3 separate regions of the Zea mays genome follow, and regions 1 and 2 are each linked to region 3. A link is a contact called in public Hi-C data. All regions are on one chromosome and are shown on one strand. The core of a region is the stretch at or near the end of the contact, and the rest is flanking DNA. Distances in the headings are between cores, read along the strand shown.

Region 1 (2,700 bases), core at 93-2,592, 340 kb before region 3:
TGGAGGCGCTGCCCTCGGCAGGTAATCTCTAACTGCATTTCATTTCATCACAGAGAAAGTCAGTCGATGAGGTTTGACTGTGTGATTGTCGTACGTGCTGATTGAAGCAAAGATTATTATGATATGACAACCATGGACACATGAACCAGATAGTAATGTATTGCAATTGAATGCCTACATAAACCAGTGTCCGCGGCAGATCTGGACTCAACGGCTGTTAAATTACAAGCCACTATTCATCAGGAAACAAACAAACGAAGGAGCAGGACACGACATGCCTAGCTAGCTAGCTAGTTGTTAGGATGCAAAGCTTATTTTTCGCGTATTTTTATATGGACACGAAGGTGGTTATAGCTAGAGCTACCTAAATTAATTAGGGTCCGTTTGATAGAGATTTACGAGTTCAAAGTGTAAAATTAGATACCAGATTTCTCTATATATATCCACGCAGAGAGATCAGAGCATGCAGTTCCACCATATATGGATCGATCTGCAGGGGGTTCTTCAAAAGTAGCGTTTGGTTTTGAGTTGTAGGCAGATTCAGGTTTTGAGTTCGAGTTTTTGGCCTAATATATCATGTTGCCTGAAAAAAGCAGCATAAACGAAGGCCTAAAACTGAACAACATTATATAGTTTTACTTGCATACGCAGTGTCAGTGGAGAGCGTGGACGTGTTTCTCATGCATGCGCGCGTGTTTGAGGAAAATGCATTACGCATGCACTCTTTCCCGGCCTTTAACACCCTAATTAGTTAATTAATAATCCAGGTATGTGTACACGCGTCGTATATATCGTGCATGTCACCGTATATAGATGCTATATATACGTGTGTATATATGATAGAAGAATACATAATTAATGAAAAAAACCTACTCCTATCTAATAATTGAAACAAATCAATGACGTAACAGCTGTGTGATATGATATATGCATATGCCTGTCGATCGGTCAGAGTTCATAGTCGCATGTACAGTCGGCGAGAAAACGAAACGACACACACTGTAGTGTAGTACTGGCCGCTGTGCGTTGTTGTGTCGTCGTCGGTGGGGATCTGCTTGTCTAATCATGCATGATACCATATATAGCAAGCATCGTGTGCAGTGATTGCCAGCAGGGTGTATATATATATGAATCATCATCATCATGCATCAATTCTGATTGACGAGAAGGATACGTACGCGCGGTCCAGTGCAGGCCGGCACGCATGATCATATCAGCATGCATGTATGATCCATGCAATGCCATGCGCACCGATGGATGGATCGCCTCATATATATACGGCTAGCTATAGCATGCATGCATGCAGAGAGGCAGGGGCAGGGGCAGGGCATGCAGCAACTGCAGCTGCAGTTACACGTACGTGGTGCGTGGTCACGTAGCCGTGCACATCAGGGAGCAAGGACCATCGCATTTGGAAAAAAAAACGAGCTCGTGTCTCACTGATTGGTTAGGTGTGGCCGTGTGTTAGGTGTCACGTCCATTCGTGAAAGCTAGCTCAACGACGGCATGCCAAGTGCCAGCCACCGATCGAAAACTAGCCTATACGCGAACGTCGTCATTAGTGAAGCAGGCCAGCATAAGGCTATCTCCGGCAGATCTCGTATTCCATTTTCTATCGTATCCCCTATTTCAATCTTTCACTCTGTAAACAGTGTCATCTACAGTGTTCCGTGTCCCACTCTTTTACCATATCCACTGAAGACAGCATAAGAACTAATGTTCATCATACCTTATCTTTCAAACGCAACACTGGAGATTCGATCTATCTCTACATAGTTAGTGAAGGAAAGAGTGTCGACGTCTCTACCTCGCCATCGTTGAGCCGACTCTCATCACCCCTAATTGGCATCGGCATCCAACAACAAAGTATAACCTCTGAGTTCTCACATATTTAGGGCTAGGATTTTGGAGCAAGGGCGTATTAGTCTAATCGTGGCATCAAAGCCAAGTTTAGGCTCGAACCCTTACCCTATCTGTTCACGATATTCGGTTTAGGGATGAACCCGAGCAACCCCACTCCCCTCAAAGACACACATTCATTTATTAGGAAAACAAGCGGAATAAGAGAAGATTGAACCCTTGCCCTATTTCCCCCAATTCCTCAAAACTCAAACTGCCCATTCGAGCACACAGAGAAAGGAAGGGGTACAATAAGATTTACCTAGCCATTGATAGCCATGGAAAAGGCAGCGCGACCACCGGTCTCATGCACGATAGCGGCATGCTCACTCACAGGTGAACACACATTGGCAATGGGCCCTACAGGTGGTTCCAGTACACTCTGCCACGATCTCTCAGTCTCACTGAAGATGATGAGGAAGGCAGAGGAAGGGACGAAGGCGCTGAGGACGGGAGCGGGAGTGGAGAGGGTGAGAGAGATGGGCAAGAGGGAGAGAAGAATAAATTAGGATTTTCCTCCTCGACCAAATTTTTTTTCTTTTTATAAATGCTGAAATGATTGGCAGCCGACGGATTAGATTGGGTGGTATAGGATGAATGGCTGCTTTTGGCCCAGGCGGGACAAGGGTTTGGCGATCTAGACCTAGGTTACAACATGATGCACATGAGATGGAGTGGAGGAAACTAATATGCAACCAAAGATTGACCGAGCTAGGCTGGTTTAGCTGCTTCTTGGCTAAAAATAGTGCTACATAGTGAAAGTTGTATGTTCTTTTTTCTTTGTCGCTTTTACTTAAGAGA
Region 2 (2,700 bases), core at 158-2,657, 270 kb before region 3:
GATGGGGAATTGGGGAGTCGACATACGTACCTGTGAATCATCGTCAAGGCCCAGCTTGTTAACCAGGTACCTCATCACTACTCTAACTGTCATCATCCTCCCGTCTCTGTTGCCCGCCGGCCGCCGGCAGCATCAATGTGCGTGGCACGCATGAATGCATGATCAAACACCATGCATGCATGCATTGTATAGATTAACCAGAGAGAGGAAGTATAATCAGAATGTAATAATTATAGCTAATAACACACGGAGGGAATTAATGGTAGTACGTGGATGGATGGAGGGAGGGAGCCAGGAAGGTACTGACCTAACCCTCAAGTAGCTCCTGGGGATGTGCGGCAACGGCGGCTCCTCCCTCCTCCTGCACGGACGCGAAGACGATCGAGAGCGCGCGGCAACAACGGCGTGAGCTACCCACCCACATTGCCCAGAAACAAACAACAAAGTCGGTGGCGGGACGCCGACACGTCCGTCGTCCTACTACTCACTGGTTCGGGGCCGCCCGGAGCAGGAACCACGTGCCGGCCTCGTGCGCGGGGGGCGGCGGCGCCACTGCCCGCGCCGGCGCCGGCGCCGGCGCCGAGGACGAGGACGACGACGGGCGCCCTGCTGGCTGCAGAGACAGCAGTAGCTGCGGCGGGAGCTGAGGAGGCGGCGCGGCAGCGGGCTGCACGGACGACGTCGCCGTCGAAGGGCCCGCGTCGTCGTCGTCGTCGTCGCGCCTCGGCCGTTTCCGGCGCGGCGGCGAGGACGGGGACGGGCCCCCGATTCCGAGCTGCAGCCACGAGGACCCGGCGTCGCTGCTGCTGCTGCTGCTGGCCGCTGCTGCTGGTTCATGGACGTCGTGGGGCGGTTGCGGTTGCGCCTGCGGCGCGAGCTGGTGCAGTATCTCTGCTGGCGGCTGCTGCTCGTGCTCGTGCTGGTGCTCGGGCTCGGGCTGCTGCGCGGCGGTGTCCTTACTACTGTGCCGGTGCGGGCGGGAGGGGTCCTGTGCCATGGGCGTCAGGACGACGACGGGCGGCAGCTGATGTTGGCTGAGGCGAACGCTGGCGACGGCGGCGGCGGACGGCGCCCATGGGTGGTGTGGCGGTGCGGACGGAGCGACGTCACCATCCTCTCATGCCTCCTCTCCTCCCGTGGTGCTGCGCCGCGCCGCGGCCGCCAACACCATAGAGAGAGCAAGGAGGAGGAGGAGGAGGAGGAGGAGGAGGGAGAGAGAGAGAGAGAGAGACGAAGGTGCGACAGGGAGCGAGAGAAGGGAAAAGGTTGAAATGCCCGAGGTGCCTTTCATATAAGGTAGACGACAGGCACGTATTGTATTGTATACACGCTAGCTACATTACACTACTACTGCACTTCGATTCTCTGCTGGCTACTAGTCATCATCGTCTCCCCGGGCCTGTGTCTGTGTGTGCTAGAGTAGAGTAGAGTAGAGAGAAGGTAAGCTGTCATGGGCCGCGAGGAGGAGGCGCACAGTGCCTAACTTTGATGCTTGCTTGTTGTGGGCATTATTATTATACATACATGCATGCTGAGGTCATCCCATGGCCCATGACATGCACCAGCGCTCGCTCGCGTGTGTGACGTTGACTAGTTTACGGTCAGCTGAGCTGGCTTTATTAGTTAGTTCCCGTCCCGCCCGCGTAGGCGTCTCGTCTCGTTTGGACACCTGCAACTGGATTTGTTCTGTGAATGATATAATTGTAATTTATTAGATATAAGGTAGGCTGATATATATTAAGCTAGCTAATCTAATGAACATAGTCTTACATGCTTCTGCAAACTTAAGAAAAAGCCAGGGAAATGACAGTTTTTTCAAGCGAAATGGTCGGCTTTAATTCGTTCAAAGCCCCTAATAAGAAAAGCTATAGATGTCAGCGCCAAACGCTCTCCAAATGCTAAGCAAGGCCGAACCGAAATTAAGGTTGGGATGTCAGCGTGCGTGCGTGACTGCTGCGACGCGCGCGCACCGTACCAGCACTCGTCGTGCCTTGTCACCTCAGCTAGCTGCTTCCCTCCCGATCCATCGGTGCTAGCTCTACTGCTCTCCCTCCACTGGGGCCTGCATGCACAAATATTATTCCTTGCTTGCTTTCCCTTGTAGCTGCTAGCTCCGTGCCTCCGTCCGTCCGTCCATGACACGTACACGATCAAGGTTGACTGCTCATCGACCAATCTTTATTTATTGATATATATGATATTCATACATATATCGTAATATTATGATAATGATAACCAGTCTAAGTCACATATGCTGTGCAAGTGGAATGTACAATCTATGTGTGTGTATTATAATTCAAAACCGAGAGACTTTATTATTATAGTGAAAACCAACATTAATATTGTAGACTTAGCGAAGAAGTCTATTAGTAACTTCCTTCTTGGGTATTTTCTTCTTCAAGTGTTCCTTCACCTCGGCGTGTTCGTGACGACATTCGATTGCGTGTGCTCATGCTTGTTGTCCGGCGACATACCTTATAGGGAAAACTACCTCTTAGTTTACGAAATGAAAAAGATATATACAACTAGGACAACACTCATTGAAAGGAACAATGTGTCTTGAGCCATTTCTATAAATGTTTTGGTGATCAATGACCAACATATCACTATGTGGACTAGCATGTTTGCTAAGTGCGTATGTGCAGGAATTAAGTTCAGATAAATAGGAATCAAGTTGGAGAATTAAAATAAGTGAAAATA
Region 3 (2,700 bases), core at 100-2,599:
CAGAAAATCTATTAGTCGACCAACGACTAGCTGACATGGAGGGTCCAAACAAGCGGTTCGGTGCGGCGCACAAAAGTCTGCTTTCCTCCAACGGCTAGTTTTGGATGGAGGCTCTATAAATACCCCTAGCCAGTCATTTGAAGGTGTGGGAGCCTAAGCAACATACCAAGCAAGGTCATACACATTTCCATAACTCCAAACACTCAAGTGCTTAATAGAATCACTCGGTGATTAGCGTGGGTGCTTTGCGAAGTGCTTAGGTTAGTTAGACCGCTTATGCACTTGCTCTAGATTTGTTCCCAGTTGTGGGAGTGAGGTTAGACAACTCACAAATCCCTAGGCTCTTGCGCGAACCATTGTAAGTGTACTGAGTGGGGCAAGAGTCTTGCGAGACCACACCAACCTAGTTTATGATATAGCTGCCACCGTGTACTAGAGGGAACGAGGCCTGCGGCGTTTCAGCCGAAAGCTCGATAGTGAAGACAGCAGGTAGCGTCCGAGAGGAGGTCGGAAGCGGAGCACCACTTGCGTGTGGAGAAGGCATGCGGCTCTCTACGGAGTTACTCGACCGGATGTTTGGCCCTCGTGTGGGCTTTCCTTGTGCATGAGCACCAACGAGGATTAGTCAGAACCTTACACGGTTCTGGATTTCTCGTTAAAAATATCGGTGCGTCTATCGAAATTTGCAATCTCTATCTTTGCTTTTTAGCTTCCGCATTTACATTAGTTACTTAATTTGCAATCTATATTATTCTTAGTTTAGAATATAGGTTTGGAACTTTGGTTACATAACTCTTTTAGCGATAGAGATAGCAACACTTAGACAAAACCTGAATTGCACATTCTTGTTTAGTTATTTGCATATTTTTTGTTTAAGAGATTTATTTGTGGTCTAGATTAGCGCAATTTTAAAAGTCCTAATTCATCTCCACTTTGGCGTCTGTGTTCTTTTCATAGGCCACCTGCATTAAATAGGGATAATCTTGGCTTATACAAATACTTAATGCTCTTTAGTCAGTTTTTGTTTGTCAAACTATTAAGTTTAGGAAAGTGAAAGCAAACACGGCAAACTTAAACCGGCCGGCGGGGCTGCTGGGCGACACGGCCATAAATCCTGTCGGGCTCGGTGGACGCCGTTATGCGGGGCCGTATCTCGTGCAGGGCCGGCAGCGCCGAGACAAGGAGATCCATTCCAATCCACATTACCCACCCCCGCCGCGCGGCATCGTACGAGTAGGATCTTGTGCGGCTGCATCCGCAAATCTGGGTCTGGGAGGGAAGGGAGCATTCAACACTGGTCGGGCTGGGCCACTCGCTCATCAGTCACGCACGCCCCGTGCGCCGTGCGCGGGGCCTCCCCCTCTGTCACGGAACAGGAGTTTGGTGCTGCAGCAGAACAGAGCAGCCCACCACACCTGCACGTCAGTGTAGCAGCAAATCAAGCTCACTACCATGGCTGCAGATCCTCTCAACCATGCAAACCCTTCGACATCCGCACCCATCGAACCGACAGTTGCAGGTCATACCCAACACAAACTGGAGCATGACTTCGAGTACCATGACAATACATTACTACGCTTCAGATCCAAGGCTATTTACAGCGCTCCGCAAGGAAAAGGATTGGCCAAGCAGGCGCACCAGCGGTTTCTTGCCTGCTTTCTCCTGCTCTGCTACAACTTACCCCCAGGCGGGTCAGCACACAGAGCAGGGCACACACCCCCCAAAAAAATCCAGCTTACGACGGGAAACTAGCACCAGGAGAAGCACCATCTACAAACTGGGTACCGCGGGGCTTTTACCCGGAGGCATACACACAAAATTACCTACCTACTACACACCACTGAAACACACCCCTTTCTCGTTCTTCCGGTCACTCTGACACGTGGCCTTTTGTCTGCTTCACCACTTTCAAAAGGGCTGCAAGAAGTGAAACACACACAAGATTAGCTTAGGGTCAGTAGTTCTTCCGTGCAGCCAAGGCTAGACATTGCTGCTGAAGCTGCCTCACTGACTGGACAAGTTAGCGCGGTTCTCAGAATCGACAGCCGAAGTCGAGGGGCCGCTCCGGGGCTCTTTGGAAGCCAGCCCTCTTCCCAGCGAGTCAGACAGGCAGTCTTCGAGCCTCGCGTTTAGGGCGCCTGGGTTCATCCTCTCCACTTCCTCCCTTGTGTAGATGAAGATCTTGTGGACCATGTCACAGAACTCACTGCGCAGACAGAGGGAATCCAAGGTTAATCGTGACTGCATTTTCGATCAGCAGGCGGCGGAACGGATATTCAGGTGGGTAGGACACTTGCTTCCAGGGGTCGTCGCCGACCAGCATCATGTCGCCTTCGTTGTCAGTGTAGACGACCAACCAGTTCCTGCAAGGACTCTTCAGCTCACCATCGAAGTCAAACATCTGGTCTAGTTCGGCAATCAGCTCATCGTAGCAAGCGAACTTTGTTAGATCGATCGATCTCCCGAGGGCGCTGCCTTGCTTATGGACCTGAAATGGGAAAGCCTTGTCATATTCAGAAATTCCACAAACAACACGACGTTCCTCAAATATAATAAGAGGGCAAAAGGAGGAAAATGGAAGTAATTAGATAGAATATTTGACCATTACCATTAGAAAGCTAAGATTTCTCAAGGCCATGTCACTATGACAATGGTACATTTGTCATCACATATCTGTACTTAATAACCATTTACATAAGG

What was found. A called contact is a pair of places that touch in the nucleus more often than the background predicts.
Region 1: a contact with region 3 is called in a Hi-C map of leaf, with 2.5 times the contacts expected there. The contact joins two enhancer-like sites. A contact is called at or near these places in 4 of 25 Hi-C or Micro-C datasets (ear, leaf and tassel).
Region 2: a contact with region 3 is called in a Hi-C map of ear, with 2.9 times the contacts expected there. The contact joins the promoter of LOC103642312 here to the enhancer-like site in region 3. A contact is called at or near these places in 6 of 25 Hi-C or Micro-C datasets (ear, leaf and tassel).

Annotation. Positions count from the first base shown.
Region 1 is chr10:14,023,778-14,026,477 of Zm-B73-REFERENCE-NAM-5.0, reverse strand. It overlaps LOC103642312 (protein LAX PANICLE 2), which reads right to left. Exons shown (of 4, transcript XM_008665620.4): 4 at 1-32. Among protein-coding and RNA genes, the nearest start is that of LOC109943159, 62 kb to the left of the region's middle. Within about 2 kb of position 1,342, at least 9 of the 20 cell types and tissues checked have an H3K27ac peak or open chromatin away from gene starts, as enhancers often do. A contact at or near this core is called in leaf, where this site is marked.
Region 2 is chr10:13,951,241-13,953,940 of Zm-B73-REFERENCE-NAM-5.0, reverse strand. LOC103642312 (protein LAX PANICLE 2) reads right to left here and starts at 1,407. Exons shown (of 4, transcript XM_008665620.4): 1 at 489-1,407; 2 at 308-361; 3 at 31-106. The coding sequence starts at 997.
Region 3 is chr10:13,678,805-13,681,504 of Zm-B73-REFERENCE-NAM-5.0, reverse strand. It overlaps LOC100383196, which reads right to left. Exons shown (of 14, transcript NM_001175858.1): 13 at 2,298-2,488; 14 at 1,556-2,206. The coding sequence ends at 2,005. Among protein-coding and RNA genes, the nearest start is that of LOC100383196, 6.2 kb to the right of the region's middle. Within about 2 kb of position 1,349, at least 19 of the 20 cell types and tissues checked have an H3K27ac peak or open chromatin away from gene starts, as enhancers often do. A contact at or near this core is called in ear, leaf and tassel, where this site is marked.